3 separate regions of the Columba livia genome follow, and all the other regions are linked to region 3. Evidence: chromatin contacts called from public Hi-C data. All regions are on one chromosome and are shown on one strand. Each heading gives the region's core, a stretch centred on a gene start, on an enhancer-like site or on the middle of the called end of the contact. The rest is flanking DNA. Distances are from core to core; before and after follow the strand shown.

The links. A called contact is a pair of places that touch in the nucleus more often than the background predicts.
Region 1: a Hi-C map of liver shows a contact between it and region 3, with 2.1 times the contacts expected there. The contact joins the enhancer-like site here to the promoter of GLCCI1 in region 3.
Region 2: a contact with region 3 is called in a Hi-C map of liver, with 2.1 times the contacts expected there. The contact joins the enhancer-like site here to the promoter of GLCCI1 in region 3. A contact is called at or near these places in 2 of 2 Hi-C or Micro-C datasets (crop and liver).

The regions. Positions count from the first base shown.
Region 1 is chr2:28,158,859-28,161,558 of bColLiv1.pat.W.v2, reverse strand. The region is part of intron 6 of ICA1 (islet cell autoantigen 1); the gene reads left to right. Among named protein-coding and RNA genes, the nearest start is that of ICA1, 39 kb to the left of the region's middle. Within about 2 kb of position 1,303, at least 1 of the 3 cell types and tissues checked has an H3K27ac peak away from gene starts, as active enhancers do.
Region 2 is chr2:27,978,466-27,981,165 of bColLiv1.pat.W.v2, reverse strand. All of the region lies in intron 2 of UMAD1 (UBAP1-MVB12-associated (UMA) domain containing 1), which reads right to left. It overlaps LOC110355749 (a long non-coding RNA gene), which reads right to left. Exons shown (of 2, transcript XR_010470039.1): 1 at 1,447-2,700; 2 at 1-611. Among named protein-coding and RNA genes, the nearest start is that of UMAD1, 35 kb to the right of the region's middle. Within about 2 kb of position 1,350, at least 1 of the 3 cell types and tissues checked has an H3K27ac peak away from gene starts, as active enhancers do.
Region 3 is chr2:28,050,406-28,053,105 of bColLiv1.pat.W.v2, reverse strand. GLCCI1 (glucocorticoid induced 1) reads right to left here and starts at 1,397. Exons shown (of 10, transcript XM_021281716.2): 1 at 1,165-1,397; 2 at 786-886; 3 at 1-155. The coding sequence starts at 109.

The DNA of each region.
Region 1 (2,700 bases), core at 54-2,553, 110 kb before region 3:
TGGCCATCACAGCAAATCGCAGTGGTCCGAGAGGTGCCCTGCTGTCACAGATGTTGTGCAACGATTTGCTGTCCTTGTGGTGAGTTCAAACAACTAATTTGGTATAATGCCCTCTAGTTCCTGTGTTGGCCGAAGTCTGGTCTTTTACAGATTTTGTATGTGTGGTATGATGGACTTCCAACCATACTCCTTAGTAATCTCTTTTTTTTTCTCCTCTGAAACATCCTAATCTATCATTCTTTTCACATAAACTAATTTGCACCTTTGATCGGACATTTAATTATCTCCTGCTTTTTTGTCCCCATTGCTAAGCCTGAACTGATCTGAACTGCTAATCTGAACATTGCTAAGCCTGAACTGATATAACTTGGCTTTCGGTGGAAGAAAAATACAGAGCAGAAAAAAAAAATCATGTCATTGTATAATATTTATGGAGTCACATGCATAATGTGTGAGGAGGTTCTCATTTTTCCCCATCCCTAAGGAGACACAGGAGAGTTGGAAAAGGTACATTATAAAACAGCAGGAATAAACATAGGGCTGGGAAGAAGTGAGGCAGTAGGAAAAAAGAAAGAGAGAAAGGAGTACAATAAATGTGTATGTGCTTGCATAAAGGAGAGATGGAATATTCAATTTCTGTGATAGCCATCACTGAATATATCAGAAGATTGTACAACCAACCTTTGTTTTTTGGAGGGGGAAAAAAAGGAAGAATATTCAAGCCAGCCATAACCTTATACCCTCACGGAGGTCAGTGAATTGCTCACATCTGCTGACTGTCAGTGGTTATGAAGTAATCAGTTTTGACCATGGCTTACTCATTACTGCCAGGCTGGAGTTACAGGGCGTGTGAGCCAACAGGCTCAAGGCAGTAAAATTTTTACAGGCCGAATACTGAAAAACTTAAGAGGGAAATGTGGCATAAATGTGATACAAAGAACAAATTTCATAATAAAATCCACAAAGAAGTCATGGTGCATGTCCATGACCTGGCTGTTTGGTAAATATGATATTTGTATAATATCTTTTAGAAAACAATCCTCCATTGGGATTTAAAAATAGCAGTAGTTAACTCAGTATACCTAATAACATATTTTCTAACCCTATGTTTTTATATTGCTGTTAAAGAAAAAAAAATACAGCAATGCTCATTACACACTTCACTCTTTATCATGACATTCTCCTTGTTGCAGGACCACAGACATGGATTTCACATTAGGATGAAAAAGGCATCTGACCCAAAGTACTGAGAGGATAAGGACAGGGCTGGACATTAGGACAAAGTGACACAGGCAGGAGAAAAGAAAAGCATGAGGCTCTCTGGTCAAACAAGAGAACAGAGTATGGAAGCAGTAGTTCCTCTGGGATATGTTTGTGTCCTGAGCACAATGGCCACATCTCCAGTCACTAGAGATAACACTATGACAGTGTATATCTGGAGTTCTAGATTAAGGAGGTCATTTGTATATTTAATCACAATTTTATCTCTTTTGTATATTTAATTCTTTTTCCCTCCTAGACAGCAAATTGCTAACAGCAGCTCTGCAACTTTTGGAAGGTTTCTGCAACAGTTTTTGTGAGGACCATCTGTAAAGATGTAGCTGAGCTGCCAGCCAGTGACAGGAGTCTCTCAGTACAGTTTGGTGAGCGCAGATCACAGTCCACACCTCTGGCTTGAAAAAACTGAGTGGCAGAGTACCAAAAAGTGTAAGATGTAACTTGAGGACTAGAGGAAATTACTTAAGATGAGCTGTTTCTAAGTCAATCTGTCTCATTTAACAAAGAGAAGATCAAGAGTTGGCTTGACCATTGTATGTAAGTTGATGAGGCTCCTTAATCTACTCATCAGGAGTTTATCAAGAATCAGGGCTTGGAAGATTACGCTAGATTAATTCAAATTGTAAATAAGGCACATATTTAAATACTTGCAGTTATTATTAGCAATAAAAGTGTTTTGTTTTTTTTTTTCCTGGATGTCACTTAGGTTAGGAATTATCAAACCTAACTTCACACATCTGCTGTGTAGATGTCTGCACTTAAACTAAGCAACAACAGTTCCCTTTACAGTCCAGTGGAGAGAAATGGACTCTTTTAGGGTTATAAGAACCAAACTCTGGTCTCAGTTGTTTGTGTTGGCCTCATCTCCACCCACTAAAACAGATCACAGAGTAACAATGTAGATGTCAACACCTGAACTAGGCACACCTAGTGTGTCTCTCTGGAAGACAGGAGCAATATTTTGTGATGTTAATCTGCTGATTTGTTCTAGCCTTAAACTCTCTAGCCAAATACGTGTCAGCTGCCTAGGAACGCTTGTCTAGACAACCTGCAGAGCTTCCTGAAGCTGGATCAGGTATGAATGACCAAGAGGTCAGGAATCCTGCTGTGCACAGGGACAAATAACTGGCAAAAACTGAGCCAAAACAGTGACCACAATTTTGAAGATGACTATGAGAATAATAGTAGGTCTCCTCAAAAAGCAGCTGAAGTGGGCCGTGCTGTATTAGTACATGTGGCAAATCACAGAATCAGAGAAAATATCACAGAATCACAGAATGGTTTTATTTTAAAGAGTATAACAAATTTCAATACTTTTAAAAAGTAGTAGTAGTAGTAGTAGTTCAACTAAATCTGATGTCATCTGATATGTTTTTAAAATTGTGAAAACTTAATCCAACACAAATATACTAAGGTTTCCCT
Region 2 (2,700 bases), core at 101-2,600, 72 kb after region 3:
CTACTAAATATCTACTTGGCATCAGCCTTTCTCAGTATAACCCCAGTTCAAAAGAATTGCTAAGCAGATTCCCCCATGCTCTGGGGAGCTACATGGAAAGTTGTACCTTTCCCAACAGCCCTGACATGTGATGTTTGGCAAAGCTGTGGAGAACTAAGCCAGAAATTCCAGATAATAGAACATTTCCAGATAATGTTATTTCTTCCCTTAATTGTGTTACCCTTAAAATACTCTTGTATCCTCTCATGGGGTTTAATCCTGGTCCTATGAAAAGTAATTAACTTTAGCAATCCAGGATAAAACTTCCTATAGAAGGAGAAAGATTCTACTGCCTATATACTGAAAGTAAGTTTGTCACAGGTATCCGCATGGTTCCTTACCAGGAATGCAGTGAAGGTATCTAAATTGGAGCATAGTGAGTTTACATGGTCATCGAAGCTTTCTGGGGGCAGTTCAAGGTATTTAAGTGATAAATATTTTATCATAAGATTTGACTTTATTGCAAGAGCTTGAGGTCTTGATTACTTTATAACTGCTTGCTTTCTGCATCTCACACAATGCTGCTTTACTTCTCTGTTTATCCAACTTAGATCACTTCCATTATTCTGGTGCTGAGGAAAAGGAAGGGAAGAAACATTAATCACATCCTTACTAGCTAACTTTGAACTAATAATCTGCGTTTTTTTACAGTTTGAATAATCATGGCTATGCCAAGGTTATCAAGCTTACAATTACATTATACATGTTATTTACCACAACATGCAGAATTAGCCATGCTTTTGGGTATGTGCTTGTTTTATATAAAATAGCATCATTCATACACTATTCAAAAAACCTAAAATCTAACTATGATTAAAATGGACAGAGACAGATTTGTTTGCAAGAAATATGAAGTCAGTCCCTACTGTTTTTTTAATTCATGACTTATGATCTATTAATTGCCTCAGTTTTGTGATTCTTTGTGCAGTCTTTATGCTGTAGAAACAGATGATGTTTCTTTGTTAAATGTTTTGCTGTTTCCTGTTGTGAGAAATTAATTGACTGTTACTATTCAAGTCCTAACAAACAACATTTCTACTGTCCTTTGCTAATTATGCCATGCCTGCATTTTACATAGCATTTCACACTACATTTGTTTTTCTACTTTATATTTTAGGGCAGATTATTTGTAAGAATGTGCACTTATGTTCATATTATCTTGACCTAACAGACCAGATCTGATTGCTTTTTAAATGTATGCGAATAATTGGCTTGGAAACAACACACAAATACAAGTGCTGCATTTAGTGTGAATGCAAGAAAGTTAAATTGGGCTGGCACTTTAAATAAGCTCAGCTTGCCAGTCTAAGTTCATGTTTTGCTTTGGGCCTGGTAACAATACAATGGACCTATCTTTGGGATAATAACAATTATGTCTACTTATCTCACTGAAAAACAAGGCCTGACCTGCTGGAGAACTCAAGTTGTAGATTGTGTTAAATGTAAAATGATGGTCAAGAAGAAGTGAAGGGTGAAAGGATGACCTCTTAACATTCACACACGTGCTCTTCGACAGCTACCAGAATAAAACAAATGTCTGTCTGTCAGACTATGGACAAGTAACAAGTGACTTTTAAAAATAACTGTAGTGGTGGTTTGGTGTAGCTGTAAAGGTCTAAGAACTCAGGCAGGACAAAGCCTATAAGCAAAAGTAACAGATCTTAGATCAGCTAGAGCAGACACAAATATTAAGCTTTATTTCACTTAAGTCCTTTAAGCCTGAAACTAGAAGCAATTAAGCTTTGAAAAGAGAATATGAACGCAAAATGACTGTCTAGAGTTCACTACAGGTTTGCAAGTAATTTCTAAGTAGTATCTGTTATTTTCTCTGACGGACTTTAAAAATAGTGGCCTCAAGAAAGGTCTTTGTTTTACAGTAATTCTAAATCCCCATCCCCCACCAACTTCTCCCGCCCACAAAAATCTGTGTCCCTGTCACTTTTCCTCCCACCCTGATTAGCTTTTTCTCTCTTTTCAAAAGCACCGACTCTTTTCTTCGCAGGATGGTTTATTTTGCCTACATTTTGAGCAACTGTCTCGGATGTGATCTGACTGGAGAGCGGCAGCAGCAGCTTTCATTTTCACACCTGAAGAAGGGCTGCAGTCTCCAAAAAGCCAGTCTGGTTTATCTAATGATACTCATGGTTAATAGGAAAAATTACATTTATAAAAAGTTATGCCTATTTATATGCCTATAAAAGTTGTCCTGACTAAAGGCATTTTACCAAACAAACATTTAAAAGTATGTAAAAGAAAACCTAAAGGAATAAAAAAATAATTCTGAAAGATGAACTCTATACCAGGTACTGAGAGATAGGTTAACTCATAGTTACAACTGTTCAACATACCCTTTGAGAAGCAGAGAAGAAATACAGAAGCTTTCAATAAAACATGTAAGTATGTTCTCATATACTGTGGTTTAAGGAGAGAAAATCTGAACTAAAAATTCAAAGGCTAATCCGCTTTTGAAACACGAGGCAAATTCAATTAAATTTCTGCAATTTTAAGTTCAAAGACATTAAAGCAAAGCATCCATAATGTAAGGCAAAGATCATTTTTAAGCACAGAAAGCACAGTACAGTTGCATCTGAAACATTTATATTTTAAAATATCCTGTTGTCATTAATCAGAGCCGTTAATATGATGTGTATGGATAAACAG
Region 3 (2,700 bases), core at 148-2,647:
GGCAGAAGGCCATCAATACTCTGCTTGCAGTACAGCTACCTGCTTGTTTCATTATTTTTATTTCTCTCTTGTCTCCCTCTGTCTGTTTTCTTTGCCGCCCTTTGATCATTCCACTTAGAAAATTTGTGACTGTGTCTGAGGTTTTCACACAGGACCTATCACAAAATAGTAATGAGAAAGCGTGCATTTATCTTCACATATCTTTGGACCCACTTCCTGTATTTCACTTATTTGTAGAGAACATACAATTGGGAATATTACATTTGGGAAGAGAGAAATAACAAAATGAAGTACTTATATCCCAGTAATATTCTGAATCAGATGACCAGAAAGCATTAGCTGCTGCTGAAGACTAGAACAACCCCAAGCAATCTAAGGTGCAGGTCTCAAATTATAAAACTGGGTCTAAAATATGCTTGTGGCTGGGCACTTGCAGCATCCCTAGGCAGGAATGGGAGGCCACCTGTAGTTAGGGGCCCCTTGTGAAATGCTACTTTCTGCTACTGGGTAGCTGTGCTGAAGCAGGAGTGGAAAATTTTCCTAGAAAATTTCTTTCTCAAGGCTTGTTTGTTTAGCATTTGGCTTGTTTTGCCTTTAAAAAAGTTCTAGCTAGAACAAGCAAGTCATGGGAAAATATATGGAATTATTTTTACTACAAGTTCTTTTTGACAGCTGGACACTGCATTCATCAATCACACTCCATCTTCTCACGGCTCCCAAATGTTCAGCAGCACAGATATGATCTCCTCAGATCACTCTCTGTCCACAGGCTTCTTGGGACTTACCTTGTAGTGGCGCCTTTGCATTCTGCAGGGCTGCTGATACCAAGTCATTATCCCCACTGCTGGTTTTGTTGACACCAGGGAAGAGGTTGAAGTTGAGAAGTCTGGGTGAAATGCAGAGGAGTGAGAAATGAAACAAGATATTGCTAAAATAATGATAATGAAAGTGTTTGGGAAGGGGGTAGGAGGGCCAGGATTCAGGCACAGAGAATAAAGGAGAGCAGGAGCCAAAATGGGGCAGGTAAAAGCAGGCAGGCAGCATTCAGTGCCACTCACAGCACTTTCAACTCATGGTGACTTGCAAGTCTCTACATGCCCAAGTTGTCTTCCAACAAAAGGAAACCCACTTCCAACAAAAGGAAACCCACTACTGAGGACTTACCTTCACATTGCCGATCATCCAATTTAGGGCCAAACGTGGTCAAGTGTTAGATCTCCTTTCCTCATGTCTTTGTTCTCCTGGAGGTGAGGAAAAGTCATTATGTAAAGGAATGTTAGACCTATGGAGTCAAACACTATTCGTACTAGGCCAAATTAGTATTTCCGGATACACACAAATGGGAAAATTTCAGAATTAAGTTCAGCATCAAATTTCAGAAAAAAAAAAGTATTACAGTGCTGTCTTTTTAGTCAAATGCTACTTGTTACTGTATTTCATTCAGCATACAGGATTGTCGCTATGAACAAGTTCTGTGTAATGATCAAGCCAGGAAACTACAGAATAAGAACTGTAAGATTTTCCCTTAAGAAAATTGGATACCACTTCAGATAATTGTCCTTTTTTCCTGTCGGCCAGAAGCTTTTTTTGTGATACTGAATAACTCACTTAAACCAGAACCTGCGCATTAACCATTACTTTTGTTACAACAAAATCTTATCTCATCTGGAATCAGACCTGCTGCTACATCCTCTTCTCTTCTTCAGGAAAATAGGCCAACCACTTGGGACTTTTGAATTATGTATTCCTTAGGCATTTGTTTTAACATAAAGGCAAACATTCAACTCACAGCTAAACCCACCAACCCTTCTTCTTTCCAGGCTTCTCATTCTGTCTGAAGTTTTTCTTTCTGTCCATTGATACAGGTATTTCCATTCAATGCTTTTCTTTAGCCAGCGTCAGCCGTGTCAGACCGTACCCCATGAGAAGCTGAGTTTTCTCCAGCCTGCAGCCCTGCCCTATGTTACTGTTTTGAGTTTAGTCACTTGGCTCAGTCACTGTCTCCATTCCATTCCGCAGTTCATCATCTGGGAAAAAAAAAATCTGCTTGGTACAGCTGGGACTAAGCCCAAGTGCTTTCACAGGGGTAGCTGAGGGCTTTTGCAGGCTTGTTTTCCCTTTATTCCATTTCTTGGCAATCAATATGAGGACACTTTATTTCTGGGGATACTGAATACCAAAGTGAAGCTGATTCATATGGTGCATTAAATTAATGATACCATGTAAAATGGTAAGTATTCTGATAACCTGAGGTGTCAAAAAGTAATGGACCCTTCTAGTGTTTTTTACTTTCTCTTGCTGGTATCTTATCTGTAAAATATCAATAATAATCACTAAATAATGCAACACTTCATTTTGCAAGGACATCATAAAAATAATTCTTCATATTTATAAAACAGCCTCATGCTACATCATAAAACCATTTGTGAAGAAACACATTATGTTTTCAGAGTAGCTTAGGTATTCTATGGTGTCTACAGCAACAGTACCTTGAATGGAAAAGATAAAACAGTAAGCAAATACCAGACACAATTTGAATATATTGTTATATTTATTACTAGTCATACCAAATATAATTAAGGAAAGGAAAGGCACCATTTCCTGTGAGCAGTTACCTTAGTTAGGATATTAGGAAAGCACAAATGTGCTGTATAGTACTTTGATTTATATAGCAATTTACTTTTTAAATGAGCATTGTCT